Linked DNA regions of Sus scrofa: region 2 is linked to region 1. Evidence: chromatin contacts called from public HiChIP or PLAC-seq data. All regions are on one chromosome and are shown on one strand. Each heading gives the region's core, a stretch centred on a gene start, on an enhancer-like site or on the middle of the called end of the contact. The rest is flanking DNA. Distances are from core to core; before and after follow the strand shown. Region 1 overlaps LOC110257431 (a long non-coding RNA gene). Region 2 overlaps LOC110257431 (a long non-coding RNA gene).

What was found. HiChIP or PLAC-seq counts read pairs in DNA pulled down with a chosen protein or histone mark.
Region 2: a contact with region 1 is called in an H3K27ac HiChIP or PLAC-seq map of alveolar macrophages. The contact joins two enhancer-like sites. A contact is called at or near these places in 2 of 2 datasets of contacts at active chromatin or transcription factors (alveolar macrophages and skeletal muscle).

The regions. Positions count from the first base shown.
Region 1 is chr17:51,902,655-51,910,014 of Sscrofa11.1, reverse strand. The region is part of intron 1 of LOC110257431 (a long non-coding RNA gene); the gene reads right to left. Among named protein-coding and RNA genes, the nearest start is that of PTPN1, 110 kb to the left of the region's middle. Within about 2 kb of position 3,999, at least 44 of the 83 cell types and tissues checked have an H3K27ac peak or open chromatin away from gene starts, as enhancers often do. A contact at or near this core is called in alveolar macrophages, where this site is marked.
Region 2 is chr17:51,773,321-51,780,680 of Sscrofa11.1, reverse strand. LOC110257431 (a long non-coding RNA gene) reads right to left here. Exons shown (of 2, transcript XR_002340007.1): 1 at 4,210-7,360. Among named protein-coding and RNA genes, the nearest start is that of CEBPB, 54 kb to the right of the region's middle. Within about 2 kb of position 3,735, at least 7 of the 83 cell types and tissues checked have an H3K27ac peak or open chromatin away from gene starts, as enhancers often do. A contact at or near this core is called in alveolar macrophages, where this site is marked.

The DNA of each region.
Region 1 (7,360 bases), core at 2,750-5,249:
TGGCAGATACTGCTCAGTCTGCCCAATACCCAATATTCTTCCTTTCTCCTTTCCACAGAACCCTGACTTTATTGGGGTGGCAGTAGGCCAGCTGAAACCACCCACTCTCCTACACTCCCTCATACCTAGGAGTGGCTGTGTGATCCAGGTATGAGCAATGAAAATTAAGCAAAATTTTCCAAGTGTGCTCCCTGGGAAAGCTTTTTGAAAAGAGGAAAAAAATGGTGGGCATTCTGTTCAGCCCTGGCTCCTTCCTCCTGCCTGTAATGTGGATATGAGCTGCAGATGGAATGGACATCTTGCAACCACGACCAACCATAAGGACAAAAGCCACATATTCAAGATGGCCAAGCAAAAAAAAAAAAAAAAATGGGAAAGAAGCTGAGCCCCTGGTGGCATCACTGAGCTATCCTACCAGTCCAAGATGCCTGCCCCTGGATTTAGTAACAGGAGATAATAGAAACTTACCAACAGTTGGGTTTTGTGTTACTTGCAGCTGAATGCATGCCTGACAGATCCACCCCACTGCCTCTGGATTTCTGGGTGTATGAGAAGGTACATTTTCTTAAGAATTAAGCCATTTGTATTGGGTTTTCTACTCTCACAGTTGAATGAATCCTGAGTTTTACGGTGAGTTGACTTCTGATAAAATGAGGTATGCTTGATTTTGGACTTGAGTGAAATGGAGGTGGAGGGGAGGGCAGGGGGTACTCTCACTCTTCCTGGAAAATCAGATGGTGAAAGAGAGGCAGTCTGATTTCCTGTGCCTCTTTCTGCCAGGACCAAAAGGACTAAAGACTCAGGTTTGTTTTGCTTTCTTTTTACAGCCACATCTATAGCATATGGAAGTTCCCAGGCTAGGGGTCAAACTGGAGCTGCAGCTGAGGCCTATGCCACAGCCATGGCAATGCCAGATCTGAGCTGCCTCTGTGACTTGAGCTGCAGAGCCTTGACCCACTGGGCGAGGCCAGGGATGGAACCAGCATCCTCACAGAGACAATGTTGGGTTCTTAGCCTGCTGAGCTACAACGGGAACTCCAGGACTCAGGGTTTATTTCCATTTTAAATAACTGTGAAGAGTTCTTACTAATCGAGTCATTTGTTTACTTGTTTTTGAAGGAGGAAACTAATGTTCAAGGAAGCAAATTTACCACCTCAGGCCCTCAGCCAGGGCTAGGTCCTCCTGACTCTGGAATCATTTTTTTTTTTCCCTCTCCCTTCTGGGCCCCTGTCTTCTCATCAGTAGAACGAGATTACTCAAGATCAAAGCTTTTCAAATATTTCGTTTCAACGTAGGCAAAACCCTTTTACAACTGAACTTTTACTTGTCCAACCTATGAAAAAGATAAAAGAGAAACTGCTCGGAGTGAGGAGGGTCAGGAGGCCTGCAGCCTCCTCCCCAGGCCCCACGACCCACTGGCACCTCACTGCAATCCTGAGCTTGCAGGAGGCTTTTAGGAAACACCAGCCTAGATTAACCCAAGGCCTTTGGGAAAATCTCTGAGTACAAGAGGGGAGTCTCTGATCTTTCAAACATTGCTCAAATGTTTCACAGAAGACAGGCATGCACACAGCAAATCAAAACCAAAAACAAAAGCTTAGAAAGTGCCAAAGGATTGGAAAGTCACCTCCCTCCCAGGGACGTGCCATTCCTCCCCAAAAATCCAGGGCCTTGTCTCTCCCAGAGATGGTCTGTGCATCTCACGGTCTGTACATTTATGGTACATGCACTGCACCCACTTGCCTTACAACACACACACACACACATTACAGCTTCCTATAATCACTGTTTTGCATTTTGTTTTTCCCAGTTAACGTTACATCTTGGTAGTTCTTCCAAATCAGTACTCAGAATTTTGCTTCATTCACTTCCACAGCCACATGAGATTAGAATACTATTTATTTGGATACAATGGCTCCTTCTCTTGATCAGGAAGCGCAAACTACTATGTATAGAATATAAGATCCAAGGATGTGTTGTACAGCACAGGGAATATAGCCAACAGTCTATAACAACTTTAAATGGAGTATAATGTATAAAAATATCAAACCGCTATGTTGTATACCTGAAACTAACATGATATTGAAAATCAACTATAATAAAAAAGAGAGAAGAGAAAAAAAAAAAAAAAGAAAATGAGATGCTAAAATAAAAGCTTCCTATTCTTGGATACTCAGGTCGCTTCCAATCTTTTTCTCCATCAAAGAATCCTGAAATGAAGGTCTTTAATTCCTTATGTATATCTTGGTGCACATGTGCTAATTTTTTTTTTCTTTTTACAGCTACACCCACGGCATATGGAAGTTCCCAGGCCAAGGGTCCAACTGGAGCTGCAGGTACAGGTGTATGCCACAGTCAACGGCAATACCAGATCCTTAACCCACTCAGTGAGGCCAGGGATCGAACCCACATCCTCGGAGAGATGACGTTGGGTCCTTAACCCACTGAGCCACAATGGGAACTCCCACATGTGCTAATTTAGATGCTTGATTTATTCTTTCTCTCTCTCTCTGCTTTTTTTTTTCTTTTTTGCTTTATTTATTCATTTTTTTGCTTATTTGCATTTTTCAATTTTTATTCCATGAACATGTTCCATTTGTGGAATAATTAAAAGGATATGTTTACAGGCCCAGGCCTCAAACTTCAGCCAAGTTAGATAAACAACCTCATGCATAAGCACAATTGAGAAAGAAAAAAAATTCGGTCTCGGCTGCCGAGGCCTGTTTGGCTGGGAGGCTGCATATCTGGAGAGTCGTATGCCAAAGCCCAGCCCTGCCTGCTGCGACACGTCCTGGAGAGGAGGGTCTGGGTTCTGGTTTGGGCTGTGTCATTAACCTGCCGGGTGACTCTAGGTAAGTCCCTAAGCCTGGCTGGGCCATCGAAAGAGCATTTACTATGTGCCAGGCTCTGAGCTAAGAGTGTGATCCAGTGTCTGGGGAGGTTGGTATTAATAGCCCTACATCTCAGGTGAAGGCAAAGAGACTTGGGGAGACGGAGCACTTGCCAGTCTCCTCTAGGTCAGTCAAGGAGCCACCACTCATCATCCAGCCCAAGAGTTGATCCTGGTTCTGCCCCACCTCCCCTGTAATTATCAGTTCAAGTACAGTTGGCTCTACCTTCAAAATATAAGCCTGTCTCTCACTGAATCCTCAGCACACAGCCCTCCAGGCCCTCCGTGACCTCCCCTTCACCCCTCCTCTCTAACTTCATCTGTCTCGCCCACTCTTCCTCAGCTCTCTCTGCCCCATCACACCCGGCTCACTCCCAACCTCAGGGCCTTTGCACTTGCTCCTCTACTTGGAGTCTTTTCCTTCCCAGCAGGTCTAGGACTAGGTTGAGGTGAGGGAGATGCCCAGGGCGAAAATGGTGAGGAGGCACTCACTCTGAGGTGCCAACCTGACCCTGAACGAGCCTGAGGCCAAGCACCCCCCCCCACACACACATTTTGAGGCCTGGGTCACTTGCTGACCTCACCCTCGTCTGGCGCTGGTTCCCAGACTTGGTTCTTCTTACCACTGGGGTCTTGGCTTAAATAACCCTCTCCTCAGAGACACCACCCCCCCATCCATCTTAGCTAAGGCTGTTCCCATCACCACCTAGCCCATCACCCTGTTTTATTTTCATTTATTTTCATTGTTCTCTTCACACAGTTATCCATTTGGTGCCTCTCTCTGCCCACTAGATTGTAAGCTCTGTGCGCGCAGGGACTCATTCTCTAATATTAGCCAACACAGACTCTGAGGTGCCCCCAGCACCCAGCACGTGGCCAGCATTCAGTTTCTAAGGTAATAAATATCCGTGGGGTGAATGCACGAATGAACGGGTCTGAGTCAGGATTCAAACCCAGGTCTGCCAGCCTCCAAAGTCAGTCCTTCCTTCCAGGACTGAGACGCAAGGGCCAGGGCACCCTGGACGGCGGTTTGTGTCACAGCGTGTCTTGACAGGAAGCCCGCGTCCCAAGGACAGGCTGCCTGAGGAAACTTCTAGGTGGGGAGGAGCTTGGCCGCAGTCTCGGGAGGAGGGGCGCTGCTGTCAGCCTCAGGCGTTCGTGAGCCCAGCTGTGCCCCGCCCCCCTCGTTCTAGTTTTTATTTTTAGAGGCGAGTTTTTGGGCACAGTGAACTCTCCTTAGGAAAAGTCCAGCAAGAGGATGAGGGAGGAGGTTTTGAAATCCGGTGGGAAAGTAGGTCAGGCCAGGCTGCTGGCCGGAGTCCAGACGATAAGGCCTCCGTGGAAGTTTAATAACGTGAGCGGCCGTATCCATGACATAATTCATAACTGAGAGGAAATAGCAATTAAGGGGCAATTGTGCAATGTGGGACAAGCCTCCTTCGCAGCTCATAAAAGCAGGAGGAGGGAGAGGTGACGCTGTCATGCTGGGGCCACTGGGGGCCGGGCAGGCAGCCTGCAGGGACTGGGGGCTGCGTTTCCACACTGGGGGTTTACACCCCCTGTCCTCTCCCCCTCAGGCCTTAGGGAACTGGGAGGACACAGAAGGCAGGGGCTCCCTTCAGCAAACACCTACTAGGTGCTGGCTGGGCTCAGGGCTGGGGTGAGAGCCAGAAGGATGGCATTTTGCTGCCGTTGAGGGACTGGGGTGCAGCTGCACTCTTTTGATGCTACCTTGTCAAAACGGAAAATCGCTTTGATTATCGCATGAACTGTCCAGCAGACTCCCTGACACTTATTCCGTGTCTCCCTCCCCCCACTCGTTACTGTGGATTTTCAGTTTTTTTCTTTATTCATTCTCTATTGTTCCACCTTTTCGTGAGCACTCTTTGCTTTTGTCATCAATCACACACATGCACACACACATTAAATCCGCATTGGCACTTTTTCTGTTTCTTGAAACAGCCAAGTATGCACTCACCCCCGGGCATTTGCACTTGCTGTGCCCTCTGCCTGGAATGCTCTTCCCCTAGACAGCCTCCTGGCTCAGCCCTTATCTCCTTCAGGTCTTCACTCAAACATCACCTTCCCATTGAAGTCTTAGCTGACCAAGCTTTTTAAAGCAGCAAACCCATCTGTTGTTCTCTAACTACCTCTCCTACTTTGTTTTTCTCTACAAACCTACCACTAATTAACCCTCTCCATCTGCTGTTCATTTTTTATTGCCTGCTTGGCCGCACTGGTATGTTAGAGCCACCAGCAAAGGGATTTTTGTCCGCCTTACTGTTTGGTTGTCCATCTTATTTTTTGGTTGCATCCCAGTGTTGGGAACTGCGCCTAGAACACTGTAGGTGCACAGGAAGTACTGGTGGATGAATGAATGAGTAAATGTTTGCAATTATTACTGACTGATAAAGAGGCTGACCATTTGCTGGTTTGGTTGGGGGGCTGCCTCAGAATACCTGTCCTGGATGCTACTGATGGAATCAGAAGTTGGGGTCCCTAAGACCCGTTTGGCTGGGAATTAACAGGAATTAACAGCTGGCACCTGTTCTGATCAGTCAGTGCTCAGTGTGAAGATCACACCTCCTCCCTCCTCCCCAGGAGCTCCTTGGCTACTTCAAAGTCAAGATTCTAAATGCATCGACCGCTGACCCCACCCATCCATGAACAAGCTCCATATGCAAAAGGGGTTCCTCGCAGAACTTTTCACAATAGCGTGACTGCGCACGCACACACTCACACAATCGGGGATACACATGCTCTCACGCACACACTCAGACAGACCCTGACCTTGAGATCCAGACCGAAGGACACACACTCACACACGCAAACAATTAAACGCACACAAACTCGTTGTGTCATTCACACACCCAGACACATGCTCATGTGCCAGAGCATGTTTGCACACTCAGCCATAGAGTGGCTGGCAACCTCACACACAGCACACAGATACCTACCCACTCACAGGCACACACACAATCACACACACATGCGCATATATGCACACTCATTCACCTTCTTAAAGCCATGCTTTCACATGCTGACACATCCTTTCGCAGACACCTCTTAGACATGAATACAGTAGAGTCCCCCGGATATCCTCAACCACACCTCCTGGGACAAACACTGCCGGCCCTTCCTGCAGGCTGAGGCCCTGGGAAGCCAGTCCTTGGCTGTGCTTTGAGGACCAGGGGCAGACCATGTGCCCTGACCATGGTCCCACCTGGATCTCTCCATGCTGACCCCGGGCAACCCTGAAGCCACTCAGCGTGAGCAAGTCGGGCCAGAGCCATCTCCGTAAGCAGCGGGTGCATGATGCCCACATCAGCTCTGACTGTGCCGCCTCAGGGCACACCTGCCCTGCTCATCGGTGCCCAGGGCACCCGCCCACTTCCTCCCCATCAGAGGGCGGGCTGGCCCACTGACATCAGGTGGTTTCTGGGCCTGCCTGGCACCTAGAACAGAGGAAGGAAGCGATCTGTCCCAGGCATGGGGGCCAAGACATGTGTGGCAGCTCCATGGCCCAGGTCTGCTGAGGCTGCGCTGGCTGCCCCTCCACCTGCAGGGGCACCGTAACCCAGGCTGGAGCCAGAGTCCACAGGAAGGGCTCTCTGAATTAGTGTCCGAGGTTGTGGGCACCTTCTTCCATCCCTGAGAGTAAGGACAACAGCAACGTGTATTCACGGAGCACTCACTGCGTGCTAAGCAGCATTCTAACTCACTGTGGATGATCCCACTAAACCCCCAAACGCCAGCCCCGTTGACAGATGTTATCATCATCCTAGTTTTACAAATGAAGAAACTGAGGCCCAGAGAGGTCAGGGACTCAGGGAGCAGGATTTGTCCGCCTGCCAGTGGTCTGGCTCCAGAGCCCTCTCCTAGTCACCCTCTCCCTCCCAGCTTCTCTGTTTTGTTTGCTTTTTTGTTTTTGTGAGCCTCCAACATCTAGTCTGCCACCTCTCACATTTCCTGAGTTGAATCCTGGCAATAATCTCATGCACAAAGCACCCATATTAGCTTCATTGAACAGGTGAGGCAATGGAGGTTTAAACGACCCACCCGAGGCAGCCAGCAAGGACGAGGCAGAGCCAGGTTGGCCACTGGGTTTGAGGGCTCTTTCTGCAAAGTCAGGCTACCTCCTTCATGGGCCAGAGACCTTGGATGGGCCCAAAGGCAGGGAGAAGAGGGCTGGGGGAGTCTTATTGGCCATATAACAGAGAAATAATAATACATTTATGACAATGACAACCATTTTTTCTACCCTTTAAAGGAAGTGGGAAATAATGAACATACAATAAAATGCACAGATGTTTATGGGTTCCTTCTGAAGAGTTCTTACCGAGGCGCTCAGGTATCCACCACCTAAAACACCATACAAGCATTTCTTCAACCAAGTTCCTTCATGCTCCTTTCCAAACAACCCTCCGCTAGTTCAGCCCCAGGGAACCGCTCATCTCGGCATTGTCATG
Region 2 (7,360 bases), core at 2,486-4,985, 130 kb after region 1:
TCTTTTCATCTCTACGTGAAACCCTTTCTGCTTGGAAATTGTGCTTTGAGCCAAAGGACCTATTCTCCTGACACTGGAGAAGTTCTTCGGTCAGTTCATCCTGGTGTTTGCCTGGTGTTTCGCTCAACATTCAGCAATTGCCACTGGGGGGTTATACCAATGGCAGGAGTCATTACTAATTCGGAGTTAAACTGCTTTCTCCCTTCGCCTTTTCCAGTTCTATGACTTTGAGAGGCATCCCTGTGGCTCTGTTTTCATCTGAGAAGTGGTCTGAAGGTGCCACACAGGACATCCACCACGACAGATAATGATCTGGTTCAAACACTAGTAGTGCTGCTGATGAGAAAGTGTGCATTGAGGAAGGGGTGGACCCCAAACCTCTGCCCCCCTGCTCCAAGTCTGCTCCCTGGCCCCAAGAGCAGCTGACACTGTCTGGGAGGAAAAAGCAAAGGGGAAGCCTATGGCAAGACACCCATTTCTCAGAAAGTCTGGGTTGAAAGTCAGGGGGCCTGAGTTCAAGTCCTGCATCTGCCTCTGACTCACAGTGTCACCTTTGGCCACTCACTTCCCCCTCGTCTGGACCTCAGGTTCCTCATCTGGGAGTCAGGGGGTTGGACCAGCTGATCTTCCAAGCCTTCCCCATTTGCCACGGCACTGTTGAAATCAGGGCAGGTGATATTACTGCCTCTCCTCAGCCCACTTCACTCTCCCAATAAGCACCAAAGTCCAGAGACTATGGCCACGTTCACAACTAACAAACTCGCATCCCATCTGACAGGTGGCAATGACCTGTTACCTTTGTATTTCTTTAAAAAAGAAAAGCTGCAGAGGAGGGGTGCGCAGGTGCTTTTCTCTAAGGCGCCAGATCCAAAGGGCTCAAGCTCTGGGCTGGAAGTGAATCACGATGAGTTTGCACTTTGCATATTGTAGTCACTCATAACTTGGGTCTTTGTTTATAACAATCACCGTTGGAATGAAATTCAAATTTCTCACCCCGCCTTCGATGCCCTGAAGGACCCACCTCCTTCCTGTCTCTCCGATCCTCTCCCTCACTCTGTTCATGCCACAGTGGCTGCCCTTCTGTTCTCCGAACCCCCAGCTTGTTCTGACCTCAGGGCCTTTGCCTTTGCCGTTCCTTTCATCATCAACATCCCTCTCTCGGGTCACAGCTGCTTCTCAGGGAGGCGCTCTCCAGTCACCCTATTTAAAGAAGCCCCTGGTCACTCTCCATCACTCCTCCCTGGGATATTTGCTCCCAAGCTTTTACCACGTTCTGAAATGATGCTGTTGGTTTACCTGTGCACTGACCGTGCAAAGGCAGGGATTTTTTCTGTTTTGTGATGTGACTCCAACCTCCTGCCCAGGGGCTGACACAGGATAGGGTCTCAGCAAACACTGATGAAATGAATGTGTGAATGAAACTGGAATCATAGCAATCCCCAGCAGTGGAGTCTGCATTTTGGGAGCCCCGAGCCACCATGCTATCATTTCATCCCGAGGCAGGTGGTTTCCATCTTGCAGATGAGAAGGACAAGATTTTTGAGATTCAGAGCCTCAAAGGATAGAGCTGACCCTGCACTCAGTCTGGGGCCGTCAGCACTCGGGCTCCATCCACCCCACTAGGTTCCCCAGTGAGAGAGACTGGGATAGGGGAGCTGAGCCCCGCCCTCCACAAACTTGCACCCTTTGTCCGATGCAGAGCCTCCTAAGCATCTCCCTGTCCCCACCGCCTGGTGGAGCCCCTGGGACCAGGATGGGAGCCAGGTGTGCAGGTGGCCTGGCCTTGTGCTTGTCAGTGCCAGAAACTGGCCTGGGGAGCAAAGAGTGTGGACCAGTCCAGGGGCAGGTGATGTGGGCGACTTGCCCCAACTGAGCTCCTGATGTTCGCTGGGGCTCAGAGGGTGGCAGTGGACACAGGGTCCTTCTGGGAGTCCAGGGCTCAGGTCCCCACCTGCCTTTCCCTGAAGGTAGAGCTAACCTCTGGGGTTCTGACCTAAGGAGGGCAGTGAGGAAGGCAAGTAAACAATAGCCAAAAGGCAGCCTGTAAATCCCTAGTGCCGATCCCTCCTTGAACACTTGCTGGCTGTGTGTCCTTGAGCAAGTCGCTTAACCTCTCTGGACCTCCATCTTTGGCAGGTGGGTGGTGCTGCCGATTCAAATAGAGGCTCCCTGCATTCAAGGTCTGCTCTGGGATCAGGGAGGAAAGAGGAGACAGTTGGGGAGTTGGAGGACAGGCTCCCCCTCGGGTCAAGGAAGTCTCCCAGTCCACCTCCCACCCCCAGAGGAGATGCCTGCCCAGCCAGACCTGGAACAGTGAGTGGGAGTTTGGCACAGAGAAGTAGAGAGAAGGGTGCTCCAGGCAGAAGGCACAGCCTGTGCAGACAGCAGGCATATTGCCTGGCGAGCCTCCTTTCTCCCCTTAGGTCTCAGCTCAGATACCACCTCCTCAGAGGAGCCCTCCTGCTACCTTGATGGGAAGGAGGTCCCACCCTGTGCCCTCCATCAAAGCAGCTTATTTTCCTTCGTGCACTTAGGACAGTCTCGCTCGTTTGTTTATTATTTGTCTCCCCTGCCAAGTTCCCCCAGAGCAGGGACAGTGACTGTCCTGCTTGCTGCTCTGTCCCAGAGTCTAGCACAGCACCTGGCACACAGCAGACACCAAACAACGTGCTTGGGCACAATTCGAACAAGTCAGTCCCTGCTCTGTGCCTCGGTTTCCTCAGCTGTGAAATGACCATCGTACCCACACTCACCTCACAGAGGTGTTGTAAGAATTAAATGAGTTAGTATTTGTGGGGCCCTTAGAACAAATCCTGGCCCACAGTTGGTGCTCTGCATAAATGTGTAAATAAAAAATATAATAAGTGCATAAAGAGAATTATAGATGCATGGATTGGGAAGTCGTAATACTGCAAATCACCAAGTTGTGTAATCTAATATGCTACGGCTTATGTTTACTTTACTCATTCTCTATTTTACTTTTTCCAACTTTTTATTTTTGACAAATTCCAAACTCAAAGAAAGTAAACAAAACAGCACAACAAACACCTCAATGCACCAGTCACTGACTCTCCCCTTTGTGTGTGTCCCCTCTGGCTAGATAGAACAAGATGAACATCTATATTTTTATTCTCTTATTTTTTCTTTCTGACCCATATGGGAGCCGGTCAAAGACATTCAGATGATTTCCCTCTAAACTCTTCGGCTGCTGTGATTTTTTAAACTCTCTTGCTCAATGAATGAATTCTCTGGAAACAATTGTAACCTATTACCTGATGTTACAAATCTGTAATGCTACAATCCACTAATCTGTGAATCCTTCAGCCTGGAAACATTTGGTTCTAGAAACCACCCTCCGCTGGTTCTCAGAGTCCACACATGCTTGAGGTTCTACCTCTCACTCATCTGGGATTCCCGGAGCCCTGCCCCTGGGGTTCAGGAAATCAGCAAGGCGTTTGGTGCTTCTGAGCCCAGATTCCCACTTCCCAGAAGCCGATGCCCGGGACTGAGCAAGGGGAAAACCCAGCCAGTCCCAGCTCCCAACACAATGCCAAGCCCCAAAGTTGCCAAGTGGCACAGGGGCCTGGGTCACAGGACCAGGGGTGAGACCCTGGCCCGGTCACACTCAGTGGCCCTGTGGGGCCTCCCTGGGGTGCCCAGGCCCTCCACAGGCCAGCCTGGTGAGGGGCAGACAGGAGGCCCCCACCTCCACCCTGCTCATGGAGCAATCCTCTGAGTCACCCCCACCTCATGACTCGCCTGCCCGCCACCACCAAGGCCTGTAATTAAGCCTCCTCCGAGGCTGGGTTTTATCGGCCCATCGGGCAGACCTGGGAGGGGGACGCCCCGGAGGTCCCCCACAGACACAGCCCATCCTGGGGCTCGGTGGCACGCCATCCGGGCGTGCCTCTGCCATAGGTGGCAGCTAGCCCCAGGTCCAGAGGCTCACTTTCCGCTCCCAGAATTCCCACTGTCCATTCCCCGAAACTCTGCCTCAAGTACCCACCATTCAAGCCATTTTCCTACTAAAATGTAAAGTGAGCACTCACATTTCAGAATGAATTTTCCAAAGCCCAGCAAGGGAACCAGCTCTGCTAGGCACCCTAGAGGTTAAGGATGTCTTAGTGGAAAGATGCCTGTGGTGGTGGCGGTCGGACAGGCCTTGCAGTGGGTGCTGGAGAAGAGAGGAAAGACAAGCTATCTCCTTACCTCCTCCCCTTGTCGGCTGCCCTGACCCTGGAGGAAGTTACTCTGCTGCCCATTCTGTAGATGAGAAGACTGAGGTCCTGAGAAGCTTCAGACCAACTCCCATCCTCTAGGGTGTGGCATCGGGGATTGTGCTGATGTTGAGGGAGTGGGTAAGGGCCTTTTCCAGGGAGGGGGATCCCTCCACCCCCAGCAGAGAGGACAGCAAGAGCAGTCAAGCTGCGGTCAGCACCCTGAGTTCAAGTCCCACTTAAAACCCCTGTGCCTCAGTTTCCCCAACTGTCGACTACAGATAAAAAAAAAAAAAAAAAAAACAGCATCTGAATTAAATACAGCACGTAGTGAGATGCCTCCCAAAGACAAGAGTAGGCCCTTTCCCTTCTCCTCTTGATGTTGGCAGATCCCTCCTAACCTGGGTTGATGGGAGGCAGGGAGGCCAAGGTGTACGGAGAGGCTAACTCTGTGCCTCCCATCCCCTCACCCCCACCCCACTACAGGCCCCTGGAGGCTGCAGCGGATCCCTAGGCTGAGCCCCCGCTCCAGGATGGGGTCCCTAGGATTAGCATTCCCAACCCCACACCTGCAAAGACACACAAAGACACATCTCAAGGCCTGCAGCAGGGCTAGTTGCTTCGCAATTATTAATAATTTCCTCCCTCCATCCCCCCCTCCCCCAGACCTGCTCAACCAGTCTCCCCACAGGCAGCAGAGCTGGCCTGACATTTGAACCAACTATTATTCTCTCGCTTCTGAGAGAAGCAAGAGGAAACGTGGGACCTGTGTCTTGATTCTGGGGGTGGGGGAGCACCCAGGCCATCCATAGGTCCCCCTTGATCCTGAGGCCATGAGCACAGCATTCAAGCTCCCCAGGGCAATGGGATCATTGTCCCTTTCCTGAAGACCAGGTAAGACAGAGATCAAGCCCCTGCCAAGGGGCAGACTGGAGAATCCTCTTGAATGGGGGCAGGAGTGTGTGGATGGTTGAGTCAAAACTTGGGGCTGCAGTCATGTCCTGGCTCTGCCTTTATTTGCTGTGTGGCCTTGGACAACTCTTTGCCCTTTGTGAACCTCCATTTTCTCATCTGCAAAATGGGGTGACGAATCCCCACATCGTAGGGTCAGTGGAATTTAAAAAGCCCCAGACCTAGGGCCCACCTATTTCTCTGGGGCCAGGGTCTGCTAATATTCTTACCTCCTGGGAACTCTGCAGGGAGCTGGGCCAAGGTGCGACTCCTGAAACAGAGCCCTGAGGCCTGGGGAAACCAAAACCTCAAAGCCCATTTCCAGCCACATCTCAAATCCACCAATGGGGACAGGCCAAGGTACCTGCCCCCCAGTTACTCCCTGGCTCCATAATTAGCATTTGGGCTTCTTTCTGACAGGCAGTGCCTGCAGCACCCAGCACACAAGGTCAAACCAGAAAGGTCTGGTGCTGCCCAAGGCGCCCACACTGGCCAGAGGAACAAAGGGTGGCTCTGGGGCCATGGGAAACCTCGAAGGCCTCTGAGCATGGACAGGACCTGAGCTGGGAAGTTCAGAAGGTTGAGGATGAAAATTCAGCACCTCACCAGCTCTCCCCCTTACACTTTGGAATATTAGAACAGCCAAGAGTGCAGGCTGCCTGTGTTCAAATCTAGATGTAATACCTGTCGCAAGTGACTATGCTCTGTATGTTGGTTTCCACCTATAAAATAGGGGTGATAATAGCCTAGAAGTGTAGGAAATTTAAATGAAGCAATGACTTATAAAGCAGAGATCGTGATGGTACCTGGCACATAGTAGGTAATTAATAAATGCAAGCTGGTAGTCATTTCTACATCTACCAAGTAGTTTCACTCTTTGTGCTGTTCCCTCTACCTAATCAGCCCATCTCCATGGTCTCATACGAACTCCTATGCATCCCTTAAGACCCCACCTAAATAGTCCCTCCTTTGAGAAGGCATCCCTGACCCCTTATACACACACACACAAACACACACTCACACACACATACGAAGTCCTCTCCTCTGGGCTCCCTGACACCACACATGGGTGCCTCCTCCCATAGCCTGGCCACACTACTAGATGAGCTAGTACTATGGGGTTCACCATTAGATCACCAGTACCTGGTATGAGGCACGTGGGTGGAAGGTGTTCCTTCTCTCCCTTACTCACTCACTCTTTCTCTCCCTCTCACTCCCTCTCTTTCCTTCTTTCATTTCTTTTACAATTTTGACCAAAAGCAGACTCAAAAACCCCCACGGATACAGGAAAAGCTTATAGTTTCCAGGCAAACTTGGAAAATTTTTCTCAGGCCACCACAAAAGCAAAGGACAGTAAAAAGTCCAAAAAGTTAAATTCAAGATTGAAAAGCCCTTTAATCAAATGTATTATAGATTAAAAAAAAAAAGGATAAGGTAAGAAGAAGGGAACAGATCTGTGTGTGCTGATCTGGAACAGTGCCCATAGTAAGCTGTTAAGTCAAACAAAAATAAAATGAGGGGCAGGATGGCATATGAAATACATTGACTACCATTTGTGTGGGTAGGAGGGAGACAGGAAAGGGCAATTTATATATTTGCTTATATTACATAAATTAGCTTAGGAGAAAAGAAATTGGTAAACAGAGGCTACTTCTTAGGAGAGAAAGTTGGAGACTGGGGGTCAGGAAGGGTGGAGACTTACTTTTCAGTCTATGCTCTTTTGTACTTCTTGGATTTTGTACCTTTTGCTCATGGTAGCTGTTTAAAAATAAGCGCACGAATAAAGTTTAGGGCTTTGGAAGACAACTACTCCAGCACCAGGTCCCACCTGATGCAGGAACATTCCTTGGCACCCCTGGCAGACTATTCTACCTTGAATGCTCCCAGTACTGGGGAGCTCAGTAACTCACCAGCCAGCTAGTCCACCCTGGGGTAGCTGGATGGGGTAGCTGGATGGGTAGAAGGATGGGTTTGGGCTCAATGAAAGAAGGCAGACACATGCTTCTGGGACTGCTAATAGATGCCCCTCTTTTGCCCCTGACAGTGGGTAGAAATGTGAGTCCCTGACTAGGGACCTACTCCAAGGGCCTGCCTGTCCCGAGGCCCAGGCAGGAGGTGGGCAGGGTGGCAGGGTGTGCTCTACTGTGACTCAGCCCCCACGGGTGCCCGGGGCACAGACAGCTTCCCAGGAC